2 separate regions of the Mus musculus genome follow, and region 2 is linked to region 1. The links are chromatin contacts, called in public promoter capture Hi-C maps. All regions are on one chromosome and are shown on one strand. The core of a region is the stretch at or near the end of the contact, and the rest is flanking DNA. Distances in the headings are between cores, read along the strand shown. Region 1 holds the start of 9230105E05Rik (RIKEN cDNA 9230105E05 gene). Region 2 overlaps Msrb3 (methionine sulfoxide reductase B3).

What was found. Promoter capture Hi-C pulls out the DNA fragments that hold promoters and counts their contacts.
Region 2: a promoter capture Hi-C map of the HPC-7 cell line shows a contact between it and region 1, with 6 times the contacts expected there. The contact joins the enhancer-like site here to the promoter of 9230105E05Rik in region 1. A contact is called at or near these places in 21 of 39 promoter capture datasets (the 3T3-L1 cell line, 3T3-L1-derived adipocytes, the C10 cell line and 14 more), 2 of 15 datasets of contacts at CTCF or cohesin (the NIH/3T3 cell line and stem cell-derived epiblast-like cells), 1 of 484 Hi-C or Micro-C datasets (hemogenic endothelial cells), 14 of 115 datasets of contacts at active chromatin or transcription factors (acute myeloid leukemia, astrocytes, bone marrow-derived macrophages and 9 more) and 1 of 9 other capture datasets (embryonic stem cells).

The regions. Positions count from the first base shown.
Region 1 is chr10:120,388,134-120,394,928 of GRCm38.p6, reverse strand. 9230105E05Rik (RIKEN cDNA 9230105E05 gene) reads right to left here and starts at 5,406. Exons shown (of 3, transcript NR_040626.1): 1 at 5,300-5,406; 2 at 4,931-5,163; 3 at 2,136-4,045. All of the region lies in intron 3 of Hmga2 (high mobility group AT-hook 2), which reads left to right.
Region 2 is chr10:120,862,598-120,869,088 of GRCm38.p6, reverse strand. The region is part of intron 2 of Msrb3 (methionine sulfoxide reductase B3); the gene reads left to right. It overlaps Gm15910 (predicted gene 15910), which reads right to left. Exons shown (of 3, transcript NR_038023.1): 3 at 5,761-6,491. Among named protein-coding and RNA genes, the nearest start is that of Gm15910, 8.2 kb to the right of the region's middle. Within about 2 kb of position 4,053, at least 11 of the 459 cell types and tissues checked have an H3K27ac peak or open chromatin away from gene starts, as enhancers often do. A contact at or near this core is called in the HPC-7 cell line, bone marrow-derived macrophages and embryonic limb bud, where this site is marked.

The DNA.
Region 1 (6,795 bases), core at 4,157-6,656:
CTCAGCAGAGCTCAGGGTAGTCACTAATTTGAGTTTTACATAGTAACGCCCTTCAGGAGACAAAAGTCACCTTTTAAACTTTCGTTGTAAAAGTAGCTATTAAGAGAACGATGATGAATCCTGGTTTTGCGTAGAAGGACTGTTGACTCCTGGTGCGGGTATGTACAGGGAACCTGTGCCTCTAGGTAGTAATATGGTTTCAAAAGAAATCCATATACTGAACAAAATATTTCCTGGATTCATGAATTTAGAGGCTGGGAATCTGGGGATACGCCAAGTCTTTGAAAATATCAAGGGCATACTAAAATATAATAGCATGCTCTTGAGAAAAGAGGAGGGGGCGGGCAGGAGAAAAGGGAAAGGCGTGGCTTGGAATGTGTATTTCCATCTTGCTCTTCTAAGCCTGGCTTTGGGAAGTGGAGTCCCATACTCCTTCCTCAGTTTCCCCAGTTGGGAATTGAGGTTAAGCTGTACACCCCCACTGGCTGGAAGGACGGTAGCAAGCTTGTCTGGGTGGCACACTGGCAAACGTGGGCCCAGTCAGGGAAAAGACAAGCAGTAAATAAAAGTATGGTCATTCATAAAGAGAGTTCCTAAGACCTGCACACGAGAGAACACATGGCATCTTCTCCTCGCCACCCTCTCCTAGTTCTGTCTTCTCCCACACAGTCCCCCTTCCAAGCTCAGAGGGATCGATGATTAGATAAATGAGAGATAGGTGGATAGATTGTAGGTAGATAGATAGATAGATAGATAGATAGATAGATAGATAGATAGATTGATAGATAGATAGCAGGCAGACAGCTGGATTGATATAAAGATAGATGATAGGTGATAGATGGTTGATAGATAATAGATTGATTGTTGTAATATTTGTCTTTCTAGATTTAGCTCTTTTCTTTTAACTCAATGATCTTCAATTTCATCCAGTTTTCTACATAATTCCATTCTTTACAGCTGAGCCAAGTTCTGAGTTCTTCAATACCACCACCATCCTGTGTAAGTGAGTGAGTGTGTGTGTGTGTATGAGAGAGAGATAGAGACAGAGAGACCGAGATACCACCACCCTATGTGTGTGTGTGTGTGTGTGTGTGAGAGAGAGAGAGAGAGAGAGAATATGGAACATCCATTCATCTGTTGATGCTCATCTCCGCTGGTTACATGTTTTTGTCCACAGTAAGCACACGTGCATCCGCACGGTGTCCCGACTTGCCTTCCTTAGAGTCTTTTCCCAGGAGTGGCTTGTTGGATTGGATGACAGGTGCAGGTTCTCAGGCTGTGGCTGCATTACATACTCAGAAATGAGTTTCTAAGGGAATCGTCTTCAAAGGAAGGTATTAAAAGGGTTCCCCCCCCCCCCCAAAAAAAACCCTTAACCTTTCTTTACCTAATTCCATTGTTCTTTTTGTGTTTGGAGAGAGGACCTCAAACTCCTTCCCTGTATTCGTTTATGGGATGCCTATTTCGTCTAGGACAGGCACTCAAATTTTATAACCCTGGGGCTATAATTACCAGTTAGTTGTCCCTTTAGTTGCCTCACCTACTTTAACAACACACACACACACACACACACACACACACACACACACACACACACCACACACACACACACACACACACACACACACACACACACGGGGTTGGGGGGGGGATAGAGGCCTCTGAGTCCATTTAGTCAGAAATCTGTCGTTTGGCAGAAGGTATTCGCTTTGGGATAGAGGAGAAGGCTGGGTGGCTCAGGATGGACTTTCTCCTGCCCTCTGTACCCTCCAGACTTTATTCTTACATAGATTTTTTTTTTTTCACTCCCTACAAGTGTGTTTTCTGCTTTCCTCTTTTTCAACTTTCTCCAGGTCTCTGGGCACAGGTCTCTCCCCCCACTCTGTGACTTTCCCACCATCCTGTGTGATTTCTAGAGTGGCCCTGGCAATAAACGTATCAGAGAAGGGAGAAACCATGTGTTTTGAGGTAAAAATTTAACAGAAGAAAGAAAGAATGTCATTTATCTTTGGCCGCTGAGAACGTCCAGAAGCTTCCTCGAAGGCTCTCCTTGAAAGTTTCCGCCCACTGTCTTTTATTAAACCCTGGTCTTCCCAGGGCGCCTAATCCCAAAGGTGAAGTTTTAAAAATCCTTTGAAAAAAACTTCTAACTCTTTTAATTAATTATGTTACTGCTCAAAGGTACATTTTCCTGCAGTTTCTGATATAAACGCAGCGGTGTGTTCTAAGTGATAGCCTTTGCCACCTTGCTTTGGAGTCTAACTACCAGCAGGTTATACCTTGTACTTAGAATGTGTCTACAAAGTTGCAAAACATTCCTACACAAGTCATCACAACTCATCACCGGGACTGGATCCGCCTTCAGGATGCTGTTAGATCTGAGCAGCTGGAGAAAATGCCCTACTGGTGGTTTCGGAACTACACTGAGGGAAACACACACAGGACCCCCTAGAACAGTTCATTTCCAAGTCCTTGGGAAAGTCACCCGACCCCAATCTCACCTGCGTGGCTGAGACTGAGTTGAAGCAGTCTGGACGCCAGAGTTCCCACTCTGTGCCTATGTTCTTATCTGCCTTTTGGGTCTGAGCATCAGACCCAGTAGGGGCATTTAGCGATTGCTCCCTGAAAGGAGATCAATCCTAGGCTGGCACACAGTTCTTCACTCTTTATCCTTGTGGAGTGAAGAGAAGTTAAATGCAAACCACTATAAAGTGCTCAGGTGAAGATCGAGGCATGTGGCATCCGGTAGATTTTTGCAGGAGGCCATGAGCTGCAGACCCTGGGCGTTTTCAGCTCTGTGCCACCTGGAGGTGAATGTGTCTGTCGCCACATGAGTTCCTGCATGGCGGAAGTAAGATGTGAGAGGGGCTGAAACAGAGCTATTATTGACTGAAGGCCCATAAAGCTGTTTTTAGAAAGACTGTTGTAGGGGGTGGGGGTGGGGGGTGGGGAGGCGCTTCCTTAGAGAAGGGGGATATTATGCATCCTCTTTCCATTAAGTCTATTTTGGGAAGAAATTACAGAGGATAATATATGATCAACTCTGAGCAACACAGCCTCTATTCTCATTAAGCACTTGCTCAGCCCAAAATAATTTCTCCGTTCTCAGGGATGCTAACCCAGGACCATCAGCATCTCCACTAAATCACGCTGTTTATTAAGGAAGTGCTGAATTTTTTAAGTGTGAATTTTCGCCCCTAGAATTCCCAAGCAAAGGGGAACAACAGGGCTGCTTGCAGCCACAGGGGCGGCCTGCAGCCAGGGCGCCGTTTGTTTTCCGAGCAGCATGGGGTTTCCTCCTCTGGGTTGAAGATTTATCAGCCTTTGGCAACTCCTCCAGTTACTGCGGACAAGTTTACTTCTCAATAGCTTTACAAATTGCGTGTTTAACTTTGTAGAATCAATTCCTGGGAGGTAGGGAGAGAAGTGGAGGGCTCCTCCGAGGCTCGAGGCTCGGGAGAGCGGGGCTCACCCTTGAGATTTAAGGCGGCAGCACCCGTTTACCTCCGTGTGTGCCACAAGGTGAACGGGTTCTTTCCCTTCTTTCTTTTTTTCCCATCTGCCCACAGTTGGCACGTTCCGTACGGGCAGTGACTTAAAACTTTAAAAGATAGCGACCGAAATGTTCAGTAATAAGTGTCTGTTTAATCATTAAACAACCACCATTTTCTCTTGCCCTTTAAACCCACCTTCAATCAGCTCGGACGCTGGTTTATAGTCTTATTTACTACAAAGATCACAAAGGAAGGGCTTTTGGGGGACCACTAGCTGCAGCGCCAGGAGAAAGAAAACAAAGGTCTTCTTGCCTCTAGCCCTTGCTGTGGTCACCGCTGGCCACTGTTAACTGTGGTTAATATTGCTGCTTGACTGCAATGTGAACAAGGTGTGTCATGGCAGTTTCTGAGTGAGCATCACCAGGGTTCCTTTCTCTTACAGGAGTAACTGCGCTGCTCTGTGGCTCTCTTTCAGCACGTTTGAGTTCTGTCACTAATTTTAAAAGAAGCACATAGCACACAGGTTTTGAACTGGCCTTTCTCATCCAGACCTAAAAAGAAAAAAAATTTTTTTTAAATTTAAAAAAATTTACTTTTTACAAATGGCTTCCTCTTTCCTCACTTCAAGATGGTTACCAGGTACCATACTTTGAGGAACTGAATGTGGTTCCCATGGTGGGTGGAGGGGGGACATGACAGTTTCTCAAAATGTTGTCTGGTGAGGTACCATCTAAGGCCCTTAAAAGGGCCATGATTTTGTATGGACATGGGGTGTTCCCCAAACAGCTTGTATACCTTATGACTCCTGCTTTGCTGCTCAGTATATAAAGCACACTGAAAACAACCAGCCCTTTGAAGTGGCCAGGTAAGAGAGAGATTTGGTAATTAAAAAACAAAAAGCTGTACTTGGCAGAATTTGAAAGTGATCTCCATTTGCACATTTGCACGGGAGAAGTGTAAATCAGAGAACTTAAGAGATTTGCTTAATGCTTCCGAGAGACTTGGGAGCAGAAAATGAGTTAGAAGCTGGGATTTTTTCCTTGTGATGTGGGCTTTCCAAATGTCTTTACTAGATCAGTGCAAATGTCTTCTGATTCTGCACTTAGACCCTAGAACTCACTGGGTTCCATTCATTTATATCCTCCTCTTCCTCCCTGACCCCATTCTCTTTTTCTCCCCCCTTCCAGCACTCTCTCTTTCCCTCTCAGTTCTGCTCTCTCTTTCCCTCTTGCTCTCTCCCTCTGTCCCTCTCTCTATCCCTCCCTCCCTCCCTCCCTTCCCAACAGGTCACACTCACAAACATTCTGACCTTCCAAGCAAACAACCCAGCCCCTCCTTTACTTTAAGCTTTTTCATTTTCTGAATTTTTAAAAATTTAAACTTGGACCGTGCACAGCAAACTTGTAGAACCTAAATCAAGACATTCAGGGACCTACCCGAGTTTTTGTATAGTCTTGGACACTGAGCCCACAAGGGCTACACTTCTCTGCTCTTGGAACCATTTCCTGTGTCCATAGTCGGGGCAGGGGGCCCTGTGAGGGACTCTGACAAGGCCACCTCAGGTCTCCCGTCTTCCCTGTGGAGGTGTGGTGCCCGCCACACACTGGCTATGGAAAGCAGTGATGATTGTTGTTCTTTCTCAGAGCTCACTGACCACAGAGCTTCACATCTGAAGACGAATGGAAGACACTGGTCATTGTTTTGAATGAGAAAAATGTTTGATGCTGTGCATTTTGATCATATTCTTTTCCTTCTCCTACCTCCTCTCAGATCCTGGGAAGATGCTGCTAAATTTAAAGACTCACCTTGGTTTGATCTTCTCGTCTCTTCTCTTCTCTTCTCTTCTCTTCTCTTCTCTTCTCTTTTCTCTTCTCTTCTCTTCTCTTCTCTTCTCTCCTCTCCTCTCCTCTCCTCTCCTCTCCTCTCCTCTCCTCTCCTCTCCTCTCCTCTCCTCCTCTCCTCCTCTCCTCCTCTCCTCCTCTCCTCCCCTCTCCTCTCCTCTCCTCTCCTCTCCTCTCCTCTCCTCTCCTCTCCTCTCCTCTCCTCTTTTTTCCCTTTTCACAAAAACAAAATCGATTTCAGTTAGATCTTTCTAAAAGGATGTGTACTGAAATAGCTAATCCACCCTGGGAAAGCAATCTTCGAGGTATTTCAAGTCATTTCTGTCGAGCACTTTGGGGAATACCTGTTTCGAGTCCACTTTATACAAAGCTCAGCTGAAAGTTGACTTTAAGGAGACTATTCAGTCAAGTCACTGAACCGGCAGCAAAACTGGCTGTCTGCCCTTGCCCGAGTAAGTCACTGATCCATTAAATGAACTTCTGTAAAGTGTCAGGATGTCGCAGCAGGCACAAAAGTGTATGGCGTTTGGTAGGAAACAGAAATTGTTCTGTGACAGTAAGTAAGGCCCATAGGTGGAAGGAAATCTCGAAAGGTGGACGTGTGTGTGTGTGTGTGTGTGTGTGTGTGTGTGTGTGTGTGTGTGCGTGCGTGTGTGTGTGTGTGTGACAGTTCAGAGAAGCTAAACTGGCAGAGACCATTTTCAGAGCCCAAGGTATTGTGAGTCCTGACCTAGTTGAATGCTTCTAAGACAAAGGCGCCTCCAGGAACTCCTTTGTCCTCTGATGTACGTCTTAATGTCTGCACAAACGCTTCTTTCCTGTGGCTGGACAGTAGGAAGTAATCTATCTTCACTCCTATTTGGTTTGTAAATAAAACTCTGAAAGGGGTCTACTGACCTCTAGACAGGCGGGCGTTCTCCAATTTGTTCCTCTTCACTCTTGGAGTTAAGTCAAAGCGCATGGCCAAGACTACCACCTCTGTCCTTCCGGGACTGTCTACAAAAGACTGAAAAATGTGCCCACACCTGCCCTCTGCAGGGCTGGCTCACTTCCAGCTCTAACGGGGGCAGTGGAGAACTTGGGGGAACCAGAGCTCATATAAGCACTCTGCCTTTGCCCACTGAAATTACAACATCTGTGACACTCAGCCCCCAAAGGGACCCTGACTGTGTCTCCTGCCAGCTCCTTTGCAGCCACTGGGACTCTGTGCCTTGGAATAGCTAAGCCGCCTGCCATTTCCTCCTTTCAAATAATGAAACGTGGAAATGCAAATCTCCTGGGCAAGCTCCAAGTATTAGGTGGTATTTCCTTAATATATTGCTTCTGATCCTTTGGGGGAATCAACATTAGAAACTGACTTTGGAAAATGAAGACGCCATCAAAGTTCTATATTTTGAATAATCAGTATCTTAATTTTTTACAAAGATGACCTAAGTTTTCTTATGTATCACCTTGAATTT
Region 2 (6,491 bases), core at 2,804-5,303, 480 kb before region 1:
GGAGCAAGCCATTCCAGTAGGGTGCTCAGTGCTCAGCAAGCAATTCTGGATCCAGACTGATGGAAATTGGAATCTGGCTTTGACTCTTACTGTCTGGACGTCTTAGTTCCCATATTTTCAAAAGAAAGAAAATAATAGGTCCTGTCCAAAATGGCTGCTGTGAGAATTAAATAAATTAGCGTATCAAAAAGGTTAGGACACTGCCCAGTGTAAGCACCATAGGTATTTTCACTAGGCTCATTACAAAAATGATATATATTTATAAAATATATTTATATTTTTAAAAATGGATATATATTTATATCCATTTGGATTTATATTTTTCCATGAAAATAGGCTTTTAAAAACACTTAAATGTGTATAAATTTTCTCTCTCTTTCTTTCTTTCTTTCCTTCTTTCTTTCTTTCTTTCTTTCTTTCTTTCAAGACTTATTTATTACTTATATGTAAGTACACTGTAGCTGTCTTCAGACACACCAGTAGAGGGCGGCATCATATGTCATTACAGATGGTTGTGAGCCACCATGTGGTTGCTGGGATTTGAACTCAGGACCTCTGGAAGTGCAGGCAGTGCTCTTAACCACTGAGCCATCTCTCCAGCCCCCATAAATAAATTTTTTTTTAAATTTTTGATGCACTTTTATTTTTATAAAGTTTATTCAAATGTATTATTCTATATAATCTTTTAGTGCTCTCTGAAAGATCAAAATATATTTTAAACTAAACATGCATGAAAAGTTCAAGGTATCTAATTTTTTTTTCTTTCCATTTTTTATTAGGTATTTAGCTCCTTTACATTTCCAATGCTATATCAAAAGTCCCCCATACCCACCCACCCCCACTCCCCTACCCACCCACTCCCCCTTTTTGGCCCTGGCGTTCCCCTGTACTGGGGCATATAAAGTTTGCGTGTCCAATGGGCCTCTCTTTTCAGTGATGGCCGACTAGGCCATCTTTTGATACATATGCAGCTAGAGTCAAGAGCTCCGGGGTACTGGTTAGTTCATAATGTTGTTCCACCTATAGGGTTGCAGATCCCTTTAGCTCCTTGGGTACTTTCTCTAGCTCCTCCATTGGGAGCCCTGTGATCCATCCATTAGCTGACTGTGAGCATCCACTTCTGTGTTTGCTAGGCCCTGGCATAGTCTCACAAGAGACAGCTACATCTGGGTCCTTTTGATAAAATCTTGCTAGTATATGCAATGGTGTCAGCGTTTGGATGCTGATTATGGGGTGGATCCCTGGATATGGCAGTCTCTACATGGTCCATCCTTTCATCTCAGCTCCAAACTTTGTCTTTGTAACTCCTTCCATGGGTGTTTTGTTCCCAATTCTAAGGAGGGGCATAGTGTCCACACTTCAGTCTTCATTCTTCTTGAGTTTCATGTGTTTAGCAAATTGTATCTTATATCTTGGGTATCTCTCCAACCCCCATAAATAAATTTTCATTTAACTTCTTTTACTTTAACAGTACCACAAATGCATGTTGCTTGAGATATATCGCCTCTCTCCGTCTGTTGTCTCTTTTGAACACTGATGTTGTGTGTGTGTGTTACTTCTGTGCATCTCTGGCAGTCAGGTGACAACTTATGGGTGTGTTGTTCTCTCGACCACATAGTTCCTGGAGATTGAATCCAGGTTGCCATCTTTGGCTGCACGTGCCCTTACCTACTGAGCCATCTTGCCTTCCCCAGCCTGTGTTTGATGTCTTTATTCCCTGTGGATGCTGGATGTTGTCCAGCACCAGACGTCACGTTCTGTAAATATGTGTGTCTTCCATTCTCACCACCCCATATTGACAAAAACCCAGAGAAACCTTTTTTTTTTTTTCTTCCCTTGGACTGGCAAATGAGTTGGTTAGGGTTTCTCTCACTTTCAAGGGTCATTCTTATTTGAAGTGCAGTGAGCGAGCTTGTTATCTACGCCTCTAATGGGGTTTTACTCTTTGAGAGGCAGGCACGCTGAGAAAGTTATTAGATTTAGCGACAGTGATACAAACTATTTGAACTTTCAAATTTAAAAAATGTCGTTGTGATGACGAGAACCCTAACCTTTACGACTTGGTACACAGAGGGAAAGAGGGCAAAATGGGAGGCATAGGAAATTAACATGAAATTTTTATTTCTTGCTTTAAATCCCTGTTCCTTGGCCCAAACCCATTACGACAGAAATGTCTGTAAATCAAAAAAGATTTTGGTTCCTTATCCCCATTAAATTTGAGTACTGAATAATAATTCAATATCGAATAGCAAATTAATTTTGAATAATTATTCAACATTGATTTTGAATAATAATTCAATACAAAATAACTCCAGAGCTAAAAGGAAATAATAATTGAAACAGGCTCCTAAGATTGATCGTAATGGGCTGGCCTGCTGGAAGCCTGTATCTCAGAAGTGATTTATCATTTTCCAGCTCTGGCTTGCCTTTCTCCTTATTTTTTTAATAATGCATAATTTTAACTAAGAGCTTATTAGGTGCATCTGAGTTATGGTTCACTCATGTTTGTCATTAAAGGTCATTTTTCTCACTCAGGATTTCTTGGTAATTTCCCACAACAGCTCCTGTAAGTATTATAAAGCACCCCGGGCCCGGAGCAGAAACTTTGACCACAGTTCTGTCCTTGGCTTGTGTGTGACCCTGGACATGTCTGTGAGCCTGCCCAGATTTCCTTCTCCTCTTCTTTAAAATGAAGAAGGAAAGTTAGATAATCTGTTCCATCATGGAATTCCGTGCTTTGTTTTTCTTCTTAGCTACAGTTTTCATTTCTGGCTGGAGGTGAATTACATCGCAAATGTCAGTATTAATTATTACTCCAGACCTACAGGAAAGTCTGCTAGGTAGTACTTGAGCACCAGAATCCTCGTCACTAAAGCAAGATGAAAGGACTATCCGAAGAGGGATCGTGCAGCAAAATTTGATGCACAGTTTTAATCCTAGGGAAAATTTGGTATTGCGGTGGCTTAGATCAGATAGCATGGTAGTTCTTGGCCAACTAGAGGCGCTGTCTAGATAGGTCTAGTTCTAGTTCTAGTGATAAGCCACACTTCACACCATGCACACAGGAAGCAGTTGAGACTCTGAAGTCACCTCATCGACCTGTTTAACAAACCAGCCCACGACTGCTAGGTCGTTTGGGAAGATAGCGTTCTAGTGAATAAATGAAAACTCCCAAGGGCTCATTCCGAAAATGGGGTTTGAAATACAAAGACCATGCTCTGTGAGAGGAGAACTAGTGAACCAGGGGCTTGCGACTCTAGAACGTGACACAGCGTCTGGTGGTTGGTATTTCTTAAACGAATATATATGCACACATATATACATACACACATGTATACATATACACATATACACACATATATACACACACTATATACATATTCACATATATACATACATATATATACACATACACACACATATATACACACACAAATACACATACACACCTATATATACACATATACACATATGTATACATACACACACATATATAAATATATATATACACACATATAAATGCACACACACATATGTACCATCTAGAATTTATTTGCCTTTTTCTCTAAAATAGTATGAGTTCATTGGTTTATTAGTTGTTTGAAGGTGCATACATAGTTCTTATACTTACTACGAGAATTAAGAACTCTGGCTCATCTGGTCACAGCTGTGGAGCAAATTAGTATGTTTGTACTTTATTGAGTACAGATGCACACAACAGCATCTCTGTAAAGCAAAAAGCACCATTTTCAATTAAAACTGACAATAGTTCATTAGCAGCAACTGGTGTTACATCTACTTTAAAATCACCCCGCCTACCCACTGGAACAGCACAGTCTCTGTTAGTGCTGTTAAAATAGGCCTGTTAAAATCCGGACCACCTCCTATGGTCTTCTAGGAAACAAACAAATCAACCAATCAAACAAACAGTTTTGTGGACACAATGTGTTTGTAGTTTCTCGTTTTCTATTGTTCTTGTTCTAAAACCCCTGGGCTCTGCGAGAGGAGCTCAGAGCCTGTTCTCAGGCAGACAGGAAACCACTGTGAAAAGGACCAGGGTTTGGTAGCCCTTGGTTCTCTGTTGCTGTCACTAGTACAGTTCTGATTTTTCTGCTCACCATTTCCACAAGTTCATCTCACCTAGATTTTTAATTATACTAACATTTTGAAGAATACATAGAAACACAGATATGTATGATGTGTACGTGTGATATGTGTGTGTGTGCATGAGCGTGTGTGTGTGTGTGTGTGTGCATGTGAGCATGCAGTTCTTCAGGCTTGATGCGGGGCCTCGTACATGCCATATACACTAACAGGCCAGGAGTGGTGTGTTTGTTTGTTTAAAGAGGGATAACTTTAAAAACAGAGACAAGTTTCTGCATAGTTTGCAACAGAATTAGAAAGCAGCTGACTGGTTGCTACACCTGCCTTCCAGTAGGTGGCGCTGGCTTTACATTTCTTTCACAGCTTGTACTGCAGTGTTAGCATTGAACACATAGGTGCATTGTAAAAATCTGAAAGTATGTAAGGAATATCCAGTTAAGAACATATGGATTTACGAACCACACTTTCCCTGCCTATACCGTGTTCCGACGATATGCGTAGAGTGAAACCTTTTTCGTTTTCAATAGGACTCCAACCCCCTTTACTCCGACGTTTCTTGGAAATGTCTTTCATATGTAGACTCTCTACAAACTAAAACAAGTTTTTGTAAATTAACTTATCTTGTACCAAATAGCTGATTTAGCAGTAATTTATAGCTTTATATGCAGCTAAATTTTCTGCAGCGGACCACCCAAGAATTAAAGAAAACTACACATTTTGTTTTGCCATGTTTTGGATTTTTATAGAATCTCGAGATGTTATTAGTTAAACATGTTGAATGTTAAGCATGGATCAGTTTTTGCATGAATGGAATATTTTAGGAAACTAGAAAAATTATATTTTAAATATTTATTAATGAGTTGATTAATGAGTTGAGTATTTTTGAAACAAGATTTAGTAGCTTTATAATATAGTAAAGCTTCAATTAATATGGAAAACTTGATATGTGGTGTTGTTTAAAAAATCATTTGTGGAGAATGCATATTTTGTCAAGGCCGATTTGTCACAAAATAATGTATATGTATAAATCCAAAGTGCCAGGCATATGCCTTACTAAACTTTGTTAAATGGCAAACAAATCAATAATTATAAAATCCATAGTGCAGTAGAATAGTCAAGAGAGGCATGGAGAATATCTTAAACACATTTCAGTATTTCTTCTTGAACATTAAGCATAACAATGAGTGTAAAAGATATAAAACATTACTGTCTCCAACACTTCTATAGGATAAGAAAGTCAGCGCCTTTAATCCCAGCACTCGGGAGGCAGAGGCAGGCGGATTTCTGAGTTCGAGGCCAGCCTGGTCTACAGAGTGAGTTCCAGGACAGAGAGCCAGGGATACACAGAGAAACCCTGTCTCGAAAAACAAAACAAAACAAAACAAACAAACAAACAAACAGTCAGGACAAGATGAATGTGGAGACACTGCTTAGCTAGGCTGGTTCTGCAGTTACCCATGCTCACAGAGATGTTGGAAACGATCAGAGAGGAATGACAGGATCTTCCCCGCAGCCCCTGTGCATGATGAAGCAGCGAGCCAGAGGGAACTGCAGAACACGCCCCATCACACCTGTGGGTTTTCACCATCAGTCTTGCCCAGTTTAGAGTTTCAACTGAAACAGTTTAGTCAGCAATCAAACTTTTCATGATTCCTTTTGCTGGATACATTTTAATTTAAAGTTATTTAAGCTAGGTTATTGAGACAGAGTGACAAAATGATAAATAAGCAAATGTAGATATTTTGTGCCTTCACATTTGAAAGCAACTATTTATGGGAAAGCTTAACATCTGTTAGAAATGCCTTAATTTCCCCCTTTATCTGTATTTAATACGCCCACACAAGTATCACTTATCTAAAAATGCTTCAAAAGTATTTACTAGGTACACAGTGGATTAATAAATTATATACTTGCACAGTTACACATATTAACTTTTATGATAAATACTTCTCCCTTCAACACTACTTTATGATGCTTATATTCAGCCACGCGATTACAGAGAACGGGATATTATTTTAAATCAATAGATTATTTGAATTTTAGGCAAGCCAGGAAAATCTACCATTGTAAATATCTTTACAGTTGTAATTTTATAAGATTTTACTGCCAGAATACATATTATCTCAGGATGACTCATTCCACTTGATTAATATTTTAATATCACCCATGTGATTTTATATAACTTAACCTCAAGTTTCAGAGCCTTTTACTATAGTTTTGGCATTGATGAAGAAACAAATTATATATTCCTTACTGGTTTGTTTTTATTACCAGTTTGCTGTGGGGCCCCGGAAGCATCCTTTTCTACCTTTTATTCCATGTCTTCAACTGTAAACTAAGAGTTATATAACATTTATTATTATTATTATTATTACTTTTACAATTAG